Linked DNA regions of Sus scrofa: region 2 is linked to region 1. Evidence: chromatin contacts called from public Hi-C data. All regions are on one chromosome and are shown on one strand. The core of a region is the stretch at or near the end of the contact, and the rest is flanking DNA. Distances in the headings are between cores, read along the strand shown.

Evidence for each region. Hi-C and Micro-C count contacts between places; a contact is called where the count stands out from the background.
Region 2: a Hi-C map of liver shows a contact between it and region 1, with 1.9 times the contacts expected there. The contact joins the enhancer-like site here to the promoter of PRKCH in region 1. A contact is called at or near these places in 8 of 47 Hi-C or Micro-C datasets (alveolar macrophages, fetal skeletal muscle, heart right ventricle and 3 more) and 2 of 2 datasets of contacts at active chromatin or transcription factors (alveolar macrophages and skeletal muscle).

What each region holds. Positions count from the first base shown.
Region 1 is chr1:190,202,970-190,208,132 of Sscrofa11.1, forward strand. PRKCH (protein kinase C eta type) reads left to right here and starts at 2,072. Exons shown (of 14, transcript XM_021062478.1): 1 at 2,072-3,986. The coding sequence starts at 3,624.
Region 2 is chr1:190,336,879-190,341,913 of Sscrofa11.1, forward strand. PRKCH (protein kinase C eta type) reads left to right here. Exons shown (of 14, transcript XM_021062478.1): 7 at 1,809-1,936. Among named protein-coding and RNA genes, the nearest start is that of PRKCH, 130 kb to the left of the region's middle. Within about 2 kb of position 2,278, at least 6 of the 83 cell types and tissues checked have an H3K27ac peak or open chromatin away from gene starts, as enhancers often do. A contact at or near this core is called in liver, where this site is marked.

The sequences.
Region 1 (5,163 bases), core at 822-3,321:
CTCATTCTCACCTGCCACTTCTCAACACCCCCTGTCTGCCTCTCCTTCACCTAGAAATGTTGAAGTTTCTGGAAGGCTCTGTCCTAAGCCCCTGCTTTTTTGCTTTTCTCCATCTACACTCTCTTCCTATCTTTTCCCCAAAGGGAGAGCTCATCCACTCTTCTAGTTTTTTTTTTTTGTTTGTTTTTTGTCTTTTTGCCTTTTCTTGGGCCACTCCTGTGGCATATGGAAGTTCCCAGGCTAGGGGTCGAATCAGAGCTGTAGCCACCGGCCTACGCCAGAGCCACAGCAACGCAGGATCCGAGCCGCGTCTGTGATCTACACCACAGCCCACGGTAACGCCGAATCCTTAACCCACTGAAAAAGGCCAGGGATTGAACCCGCAACCTCATGGTTCCTAGTCGGATTCGTTAACCACTGCGCCACAATGGGAACTCCCCACTCTTCTAGTTTTGACAGTGAACTATCCCCCAAAGGCTCTTCCATTTATGCCTTTAGCTCAGACTCCACCTCTGACCTTCACAACTGCATAGCCCATTTCCCACTTCAGATTTCCACTTAAGTGTCAAAGCTGTATCAAGCCTGACATGTTTCAAATTAAACTCTTCATCCCCCTCCACAAATTTGCTCATCTCCTAGAGTTTCCTAATCACTAATGGCTCCATAATCCACAGAGTTGCTCAAGCTGATTTCCTGCGAGTCCTCCTTAACACTTTCCTCTTCCTCATTCCCTCCATCGATCCATCACTTGTCAGTTCTACCACCTAAACACTTCTCAATTCCATGGACTCATCTCCATCACACCACTTGAGTCCAGTCTCCATCATCTCTGCTTTGGACTTCACAAACAGCCTCCTTACTGCTCTCCCCACACCTGTTCTTCATCCTTCCAGCCCATTCTCTTTTTTTTTTTTTTTTTCTTTTTCCTTTTAGGGCCTCACCTGCAGCATATGGAAGTTCCTGAGCTAGGGGTTGAATCAGAGCTGCAGCTGCCGGCCTATGCCACAGCCACAGCAACACCAGATCTGAGCCGCATCTGTGGCCAATGTCACAGCTTGCAGCAACACTGGATCCTTAACCCACTGAGTGAGGCCAGGGATCAAACCCGCATCCTCACAGAGACTGTCGGGTTCTTAATCTGATGAGCCACAATGCAAACTCCCCAATCCATTATTCACACAGCCCCAGAGAGAAATTTTAAAACCCCATTCTCATCCTGTCCTGGCCCAGAGGCTTCTGGCTTCCAGAAGCTTCCAGCTGTTCATAGTTAATGTCCAAAGACCTACCAGTCTGGTCAGTCTTGAATCCTGACCTACCTTTTCTGGCTCATTTAGCCACTCACCCCTCCAGCTACATGGAATCCTCCCTACTCCCCAAACAGGTCAAACTGTCCCTTTTCTCAGGAACCCTGAATATACTGAGGCTTCTGCTGTGAAATTCTTTAGGGAACCCTTCCCTGACCACCCCATCTCCAGGTTACAATATCCTGTGGCACCCTGGCCAGTTCCTCCACTGCACCCTCTATTTGTTGTTTTTGATCCTTTGAGGAACTGTAATCCCAGGAGGGCAGACACCATGCCTATCCTGCTCACTGCTCTTTCCCCACTGCCACATGCCTGCTGCCAACTGACAGGGCAAAAATAGAATGTCTGGTGTCCCTCATCACCCAAGACCAGGTTGGCTGGGTCACTGCCCACCATTTGGGACTGTCTTCTTTCATTGCTAAAGCCCAACAGCAGCAAACCCTTTAGTGGTTCTTAAAGCTAGAGTTTCACTCTCTGGAGGAGGATGACCTAAATGGTCCTCTTGACCTCTTCCCCTGGAGCGCTAGGGCCACCTTGGAGCTCCCTGGATGTTGGAGAGCTTGCTTTACAAGCCCTGTCTAAAACTAAGGAGTCATTAGGGTGATGTGTTGCATTCCTGCCCTGCTCTCCTAAGGAAGTTTAGCTGTTTTTAAGGCAGGCCCTCCCCACCAACCCATTGTTCTTATTTGTTTTCATTCTGTAGTGTGCCTGAGTAAAATGTGAACTTAGGTTTGAGAGCCCCCAAACTTGGCACTGGGGGTAAGGGGTTAGAAAGACTGACCTGCTCCCAGGAGACTTAGAATTGCCAGAGAGAATGTAATTAAGTATCTTAAAAATGGTTTAGGCTTGAGAGTAGACAAATTGGTTGAGCTGGTCCCCAGGGAGTAAGATTCTCCTGGAGAGAAGATTAAATGGAAAGGAGCTCCCATGGGACAAAACTGCAGAAGCCATGAGTGGAAAACAAAAAACCTGAAAGCAGTCCCGTCTGACTTATAAACAGAGCAACAGCCCAGAGTGTTCCTAGAAGAGACGATTTCTTTGGTGCACATGTGCCAGGAACTGTGTGTGTGTATGAACATTCTTCTGCCCTTGTTGTGTAAGGCTGGGTGGACCAGGAACCACACCGCACAGGAAGAAATTTATTACGTCTTAGCCATGTCTGTCTTCAGAACCCACCTTTCCTGCTCTTTGTGCAACAAGACACACCTCTCTGAGGAAGGAGGCAGACAGGATTTCCATCATTACTACTATCCTATTAAAACACACACACGCACACACACACAACCACCGTGTAATTACTCTCTGCAGGAAAGGCGCACAAACAGGATGGGCCCGAGCTGAACCTGGGATGAGCCATCCCTGTAAAGATTAGCAAAAGGAACCTCCCCGCCATGCACCCGCCTCTGGCCAGGGCCTCTCCCAGAGGGCCCGGCTGGGTCGCCAGCACACCTCCTACCGTGGGAGGGAGGGCGCGGGCGATTCCCAACCATGCGGGTTCCCTGCTCCTCCTCCTGTCCTCCAGCCCTCCCCGGACCTGTCTCCCGCGCCTCAGGTGTTTGCTCGGGCTGGGCCACCAGCCCTACCCTTTTTGGCCTGCACCTGGGGTAGCCTCCAGCCCAGAGAGCCCAGCCAGACCCGGTGGCAAGGAGCGCGCGCAGCGCGGTGAGAGCCGGCAGCGCGGGGCTCCCTGGGGTGGCGTGCGCCCCGCTACTGACCGACAGCAGGGCCAGGCCGCCGGCCGCGCGCCACGCCCCCAGGCTTCGGAAGGCGCGCGAGCCCGCGCGGGGTTGCTGTGAACTTGGAGCCTGGCGGCGCGAGGCTTTTGCTGAGGATGCGGCGGCAGCTGCTTCCTGGTTTGAAGCCGGCCGAGTGGGGGAGAGCGTGAGCCCGCGGAGGCGGGGGTAGGAGCAGAAGCCGGAGAGGCGGAGGCAGGAGACGCTTCGGGCTTGAGCTAACCGGACGAGTCGCTCCGGCTCTCCGGGGAGAGGCGCTTCCCGGCCCTGGAGAAGGGGCGAGACCTGTGCGAGCCCACGGGAGGCGCCGCGCGCTCGAGAGGGACGATCGGGCGACCCCGGCCGGCTGAGGGCTCGGCGCCCGGCTCCCCTCCTTTCCACCTCGCGAGGGAGGGAGGGAGGGAAGGAGGGGAGGGAAGGTCCGGTGGAGGAGGCAGAATGGCCAGTCGCGGGGGGCTTGGGCGCTACTTTTCCCGGGAGCTGCCTCCACTCCTGCGGCCGCCGAGAGGGCTGGCCTGAGCGAGGGCTCCCCGCTCTCCCGCTGTGAGCACGCGAGGTCCCCCAGGGCCGGGGCAGCGGCGCCGGCATGTCGTCCGGCACCATGAAGTTCAACGGCTACTTGAGGGTCCGCATTGGCGAGGCGGTGGGGCTGCAGCCCACCCGCTGGTCCCTGCGCCACTCACTCTTCAAAAAGGGCTATCAGCTGCTGGACCCCTACCTGACCGTGAGCGTGGACCAAGTACGCGTGGGGCAGACCAGCACCAAGCAGAAGACCAACAAACCCACGTACAATGAGGAGTTCTGTGCCAACGTCACTGATGGTGGCTACCTGGAGCTGGCTGTCTTCCACGAGACGCCCCTGGGCTACGACCACTTTGTGGCCAACTGCACCTTGCAATTCCAGGAGCTGCTGCGCACGGCCGGCGCCTCGGACACCTTCGAGGGCTGGGTGAGTACCCGTGAACTCTTCCCTTTGCGGCTACCCCACACCCTCTCCCATCTTCACTTTTCAAAACTCGCCGGGCTTCCGCTTTCCCCGTCTTTTTCCCAAGTTCCATGGTGCAGGGAATTCCCTCCAGACTTTGGTTCTCTCCCAGGTGGCTGTGGCACCTGTGACGCGACAACGGTGGGTGGGTGAGGGCGCAGGTGTGTCTCTGGAAAGCCATCCTGGACAGGGCCCCCTTTCCAGATGGCAGCTTGAGTTAATGGGGAAATCGGGTAGGGGCTCTCATCCTCCTCCGCCCAGACTTTGGCTAAGGTACCCTAAGTCTCTGCACGCGGGTAACATGCTGGAGACTCAAGGAAGGGAAAGTGGATGATTTGGGTAAAGTTTTTCAAGCGCTCCTTAGGTGAAAGCCGTGCATTCTCGCTAGGGTTATTCATAATGTTTATGGATACGTGTTGGTTCAGCCGCTCAGACGTGCACACGTGTTTCGGCATGCACATCCATTACATCCCACTGGCAGGGATCAGAGTGCCTGGGTCTGCAGTTCGCAAAGTTTTGTTTAGCAGTTTTCCAAGGAGATGAGGTTTACATGTGTTTGCAAGTAACTTCAGTTCAGTTTCAGCTTGAGAGGTGTGAATCTTGCAGTCTGTGTTTCTGCTGTTACTGGTCTGGAAGGCTTGGAGGGGTCCTCAGCAGTTTGTGAACATCCCCCTCCCTCCACCACAGCCTCACTTCTCGCCTCACCCGTTGGCGTTTCTGTTTATTGATAAATAGTACCACAACCTCCTACTTGCCTGTGCTTTTCACATAGTTCCCATGAGGCAAATTTTCTGCTGCAACTAAATTATGATTTCTAGAGCACTCTATACAGTGCTAAAATGCTTTTGCGTCTTGGTCTTCATACTGTCTTTGTGAGGCAGGTGCTATCCTTCTCACTTTGAGGTGATGAAATGATAATTATAATGAAATGGTCTGCTTTGGCAAAATGGGGTAAGCCGTTGGAAGGCTATCAGGAGTTTTCATTTAAATTCTGGAGGATGTTAGTTTTGAACCCAGTATGTGAATCAGAATTGAAAACATGTTTGAAACTAACAAGTGGGGAAATCAGATGGATACTAAGGAAGACTCATTTAAATATTTATTTTATGCTTTGAGGAATTGATTATTTTTATCATATAGT
Region 2 (5,035 bases), core at 1,028-3,527, 130 kb after region 1:
CAGTGGAGTAGGTGGGGTTATGAGTAAGAACTGGCAGGAGAGTTGGTCACCAGAGATAAGCAGGAATTTAGTTATAAAAGCATAACTAGAGCTGCCCTGCATCTTCTCAAAGAGCTTGATAGATATCAGAGGCACAGGTGGAATGAAGGACACAAGCTTTGGCCATGGGCTTGCACTTCAGCAGCTGTGCCCAGTGGAGCCTGAGTTTGGAACTTGTGCCTCAGCAAAGGGGCAGGGGATGAGAGCTTATCCTTGCCCTGTTAGGAGTTGAGGGGCTGTTGGCCTTGAGTCATCTCCCACTGAGTGTTGCTGTGACAATTTGGCTGTCATAGGGTGCACTGTCCCCTGCTGAAATATATGAGAATTTCAGCCTGAAGCCTTAGACACACTCTGAGTCACCAGGGAAGGCAGACTTTGTGTCAGTAAAAATGGCCTGGACTCACCAAGTCTGCTTCTCTTAACAAAAAGATCACTTGTCTTAAAGATCACTTGTCTTTAAGAAAGGCAAATTCTCTCATTTCCCTAGAGCACCATTTAATTATTCTTTTCTCAGAGATACATGGAATCATTCTTTTTCAACTAAAACAGCAGCCGACTCACATATAGCTTTGTTTCAGGCACTGCTTGACCATTAGCTGGATGCTGTCACCCGGGTGTGCTTTTGTATGGTTGTTGCTGACCTGCAGAGCCAAGGCTGGGGTTCATCTACATCATTCTTGTCCCTGGTGGTACTGAGGGTGGCAGGCCTGCAGGGTTCTGGCTCCTGTATTGCCTTTCTTGTCATGTGGTGCTTCAGAAAGGTGACTGCAGGCTTGTGTGTCTCTGCATCAGCCTTCCTGAGAGAGGTGGCTTTCCTAGGAAGCTATGAAGCTTAAGCCTCAGAGCTTCATTAGCTCCAAGAACCTTCCAGGCTCTCTACTTGACTGAATATTCTTTTTCTTAGAAAGGGCAACCCTAAATTGCATAAATTCAGGCCCCACAAAACCTGGATCTGTGCATGCTTCCGAAGATGGGCTGACACACCCCAAACACATATTTTGCTGCATCTTCTACCCCCCATCAGCAGGGCCCAGGGCAAGAACCCATACCAAAACTTTGCGCTGATTAAACCTCGGTTGTTTCATCATCCCAACTTAGCATCCTGTACACCAGGAGCCTAGTTTGCTTCACTCTCCTCTTCCAACTGCCACTTACTTTGACCTTTAAAAAAGTTACTTTTTTTTTTCACCCATGAAGCCACAGGCTGCAAGCCCCGAGAAACACAGCCCCACACAGGATACCGCGTTCTGTGCTATGAGGGTTACCCAAAGGTAGCGCTCAGAAAGCTTTACTTAGAGATTTTTCTCTCAGAAGCACCATCTTGTCTCAATAGCCATCTACATGTGACTTTAGATTGCCACCTTCTACTGAGAAACACAAGGAACCATATAAAGGCACTTGGCACAATTCCTTTTTATTCAGGTGGCAGAGCTGTTGCTGTGATGAACATTTTGAATTGTGCTGTGAAATCAGTGATGACTGTTAAAATATGATGTAGGTCAATGTCTTTCATCAGGTCACGACGGGGGAGAAAAGAAGGTATTTGAAATTTATGATTCTTCAGTGTACAAGGCTTTCTGCTTCTGCACAAAACAGAAATAGAGAAAATGTCAGGGATCATTGTGTCAGTTTAGTTTGATGAGAAAATGGCATTGTTCAGCCTGTGCAGTTCCTCGCTCACAGTCTTTCAGGTTCTCACAGTTCTTTTTCACAGCCCCCGTGGACACGGCTCCTTTCTCAATGTGGATCCCTTCTCCTCTTCCCTCCAGTATGTAAAATGAATGTACACATTCGATGTCAGGCAAACGTGGCCCCGAACTGCGGGGTAAACGCGGTGGAGCTAGCCAAGACTCTGGCGGGAATGGGCCTCCAACCCGGAAATATTTCTCCAACCTCGGTGAGATTTTGCTGTTTTTTTTCCCCCTGTGTTGTAATTTAGATGTTGTTCAGATGTGCTGAGCCCTGGTATCATGTGTGGCATAATCTCAGCAAATACAGTAAACAGACTGATTGCATTTTGAAAAAGCATTTTGTTCCACAAATAAGATTCTCTGCACAATTATATGACAAAGAATAATGAGCCTGCAGATACAGCAAGAAGCAGAAAAAGAACCTTTTTTTTTTTTTTTTTTTAAATCAGTTTCCTGTCATTGTGGTTGGGTGAAAAGCCTGGAATCCAGGGGCCTGAGTTCATGGTCTTGGCAGGGGCCCCAGCAGTGCAGTTGACCAGTAAATACAGGGCTCTGCTTCCTCCTCTCTGAAGGAATTGAACTGGAAGACCTGGGCTTCTCCACAGCCCTGGAATCCAGTAGTTGTGCAGTTTTTGTTTATAGATCAAGAATTAATCTCAAGTTCAGCAGCAGCCAGAGGCGGGGGTGGGAGTGGGGTTCTTCCTCTCTGCTCTTGGGAGTGGGTGGAGCGTATCTACCGCTGTGGATGTATTTTGTCCTGTCACCTCCCTGGGTGATCTCCACCTGCTGTTGTCCTTTAGCACCTCAGCCACAGCCCAGGCCTCTGTCCTATTGCTGCCTTTCTGGCCAGGGCATTGCAGAGAACTAAGAAGGAGCCATGATTACTGTTGTGGTTTCTCAAATGTGTAGCTTGAGGTCTGGTTTGGGAAAATTCTAGATTTAATGGTCACATATCTCTGGGAAGTGGATATCTCTTAGGAAGGGAAGTGCTATCACTGTCAGGTTCTTGGTTATCCAGACAATGTCATCACTAACCACTCCATTTCCTTTTTACTGAAAGGCCCCTTACCTGGTAGGTCAGGGGCTTAGACTGACATTGCATATCTTGATTTCAAAGGCACTGGTACAGTCCTTCAAGTCTGTGTGTCTTTCTTATGCACAGGCAGGCAGGATGCTATACCGTGTGCGGGATTTCTAATGCATGGGACAGCTGTGCCTGAAATCACAAGATAAGGATTTCAGCCTGCCCCAGGCTTTTGAAACACCCTGGGGATAAGCTGGGCAATGTGGCACCACCTCTAGGAATAGGCAGGGCCACCTGTCACTTGAAACAAGTATCTTTATACTGTTCTGAAACTTAATAGTGAGAAAACCTACATTACCTGTTATTTGACAGTTCAACATTAAAAAGAGACATCTTTAGTCTATCAAAAGAGAAAAAAAAAAAAGATTGAGAAACACTGGCTTAGAGTCTTCTGGCCAGGGCCAGCCCAACCAGGGGAAGTATTTAAATGGAGGAAGTGAAATTCAAGCTGGTAAAAAATTTTCTTTTTGAAAACTTTATTGTTAGAGATCTTGAGGAGAACCATTAAAGCAATTGGATTTTTTTTTTTTTAAAGGGCCGCACCTGGCAACATATGAAGGTTCTCAGGCTAGGGGTCGAATTGGAGCTACAGCTGCTGGCCTATGCTACAGTCACAGCAACGCCAGATCTGAGCTGCATCTTTGACCTACACCACTGCTCACAGCAATGTGGATCCTTAACCTACTGAGCAAGGCCAGGGATGGAACCTCTGTCCTCATGGATGCTAGTCAGATTCGTTTCCACTGAGCCACAACAGTGGATTTTAAAACTGATCCGTCTGTTATCTTCAGTCACTGTTTCACTGGGTGGAGTAAGTCAAATCCTTGTAGTTTCAGGCTGTCGTCTAACTGTGCAAACATTACTTAGAAATTGTCCTGATGACTTTTTTTTTTTTTTTTTTTTTTTTTTTTTTTTTTTTTTTTTTTTTTTGTTGTTGTTTTTTTTTTTGCGGCATATGAGTTCCGCTAGGTCGAATGACTGTAACCCTAAACACACCGAATGAGGTTGCAATCTACACAGCTCACCACGGATCGTTAACCCTGCAAGGCAGGACCGAACCGTACTCATGTTCTATCGATTCGTTAACCACTGCCACACGGAACTTTTTTTTTTTTAATATTTCATATACTCCAAGATGTTAGATTTTTGGTCTCTTGGTTGGTGGCCGTTTGTCTTATAAATATCCCAGGGAGGACATCTGCACATCACCTTGCCTTTATGTAGCACCCTCACCAGGATGGGGCTTGATAGAGTGGGATGAGGCTGGAGATCTCACTCAAGAGGCCACATCTACTTCCCATTCTGTGGGCTGCAATTGGAACTCTCATTGTGTTGGTGGTTAACCTTTTATGAGGGCAAGTAGACCATATATCAGAAATCTTCAAAATTAACACTTTAGTCCAAAGAGTTCCCTTTCCAGAAAGTTATCTTAAGAAAATAGACAATTATGATGATCATGACAGTAATGATGACAACACAACTTGGGTTTATTGATCTAAGAGCTTTAGGTGTGGTTTTTCATTTGCTCCTCATAACAACCCATATGGCAGGTGCTATTACATCCCCTTTGTTAGAAGAGGAAACTGAGGCACAGAGAGGTAGATAACCTCGTGGGGTTAGGTTGCAAAGCCTGCTGGAGAGCCTGGATTCCTAATCACCCTGCTTTGAAGATTTACATGCAAGTGTAGTTACCTTGGGTTATTTATACTAGCGAAAAATGAAAGGAGTTCCTATCGTGGCACAGCAGAAACAAATCCGACTAGGAACCATGAGGTTGCTGGTTCTATCCCTGGCCTCTATCAGTGGATTAAGGATATGCTGTTGCCGTGAGCTGTGGTGTAGGCTGCAGACGCTGCTTGGATCTGGCGTTGCTGTGGCTGTAGCTGTGGCTGACAGCTGTAGCTCTGATTAGACCCCTAGCCTGGGAACCTCCATATGCTGTGGGTGTGGCCCTAAAAAGAAAAAAGACAAAAAAAAAAGTGAGAGATAATCTCAATTTCCAGCAGCAGGGGAATTCATAAATCAATTGTTATATATCCATAATACAGAATATTGGACAGCCTCTAAAACTCATGCTCTTGAAGGACATTTAAAGATATGGAAAATATGCATGACAAAATATTGAATAGAAATGTGTGTTATGAAACAATTTTATTGTATTTTTAAAAATGAATCAAGTGTGACAATAGATGTGTTTATGTGCGATGTTTTTATTTTTTGT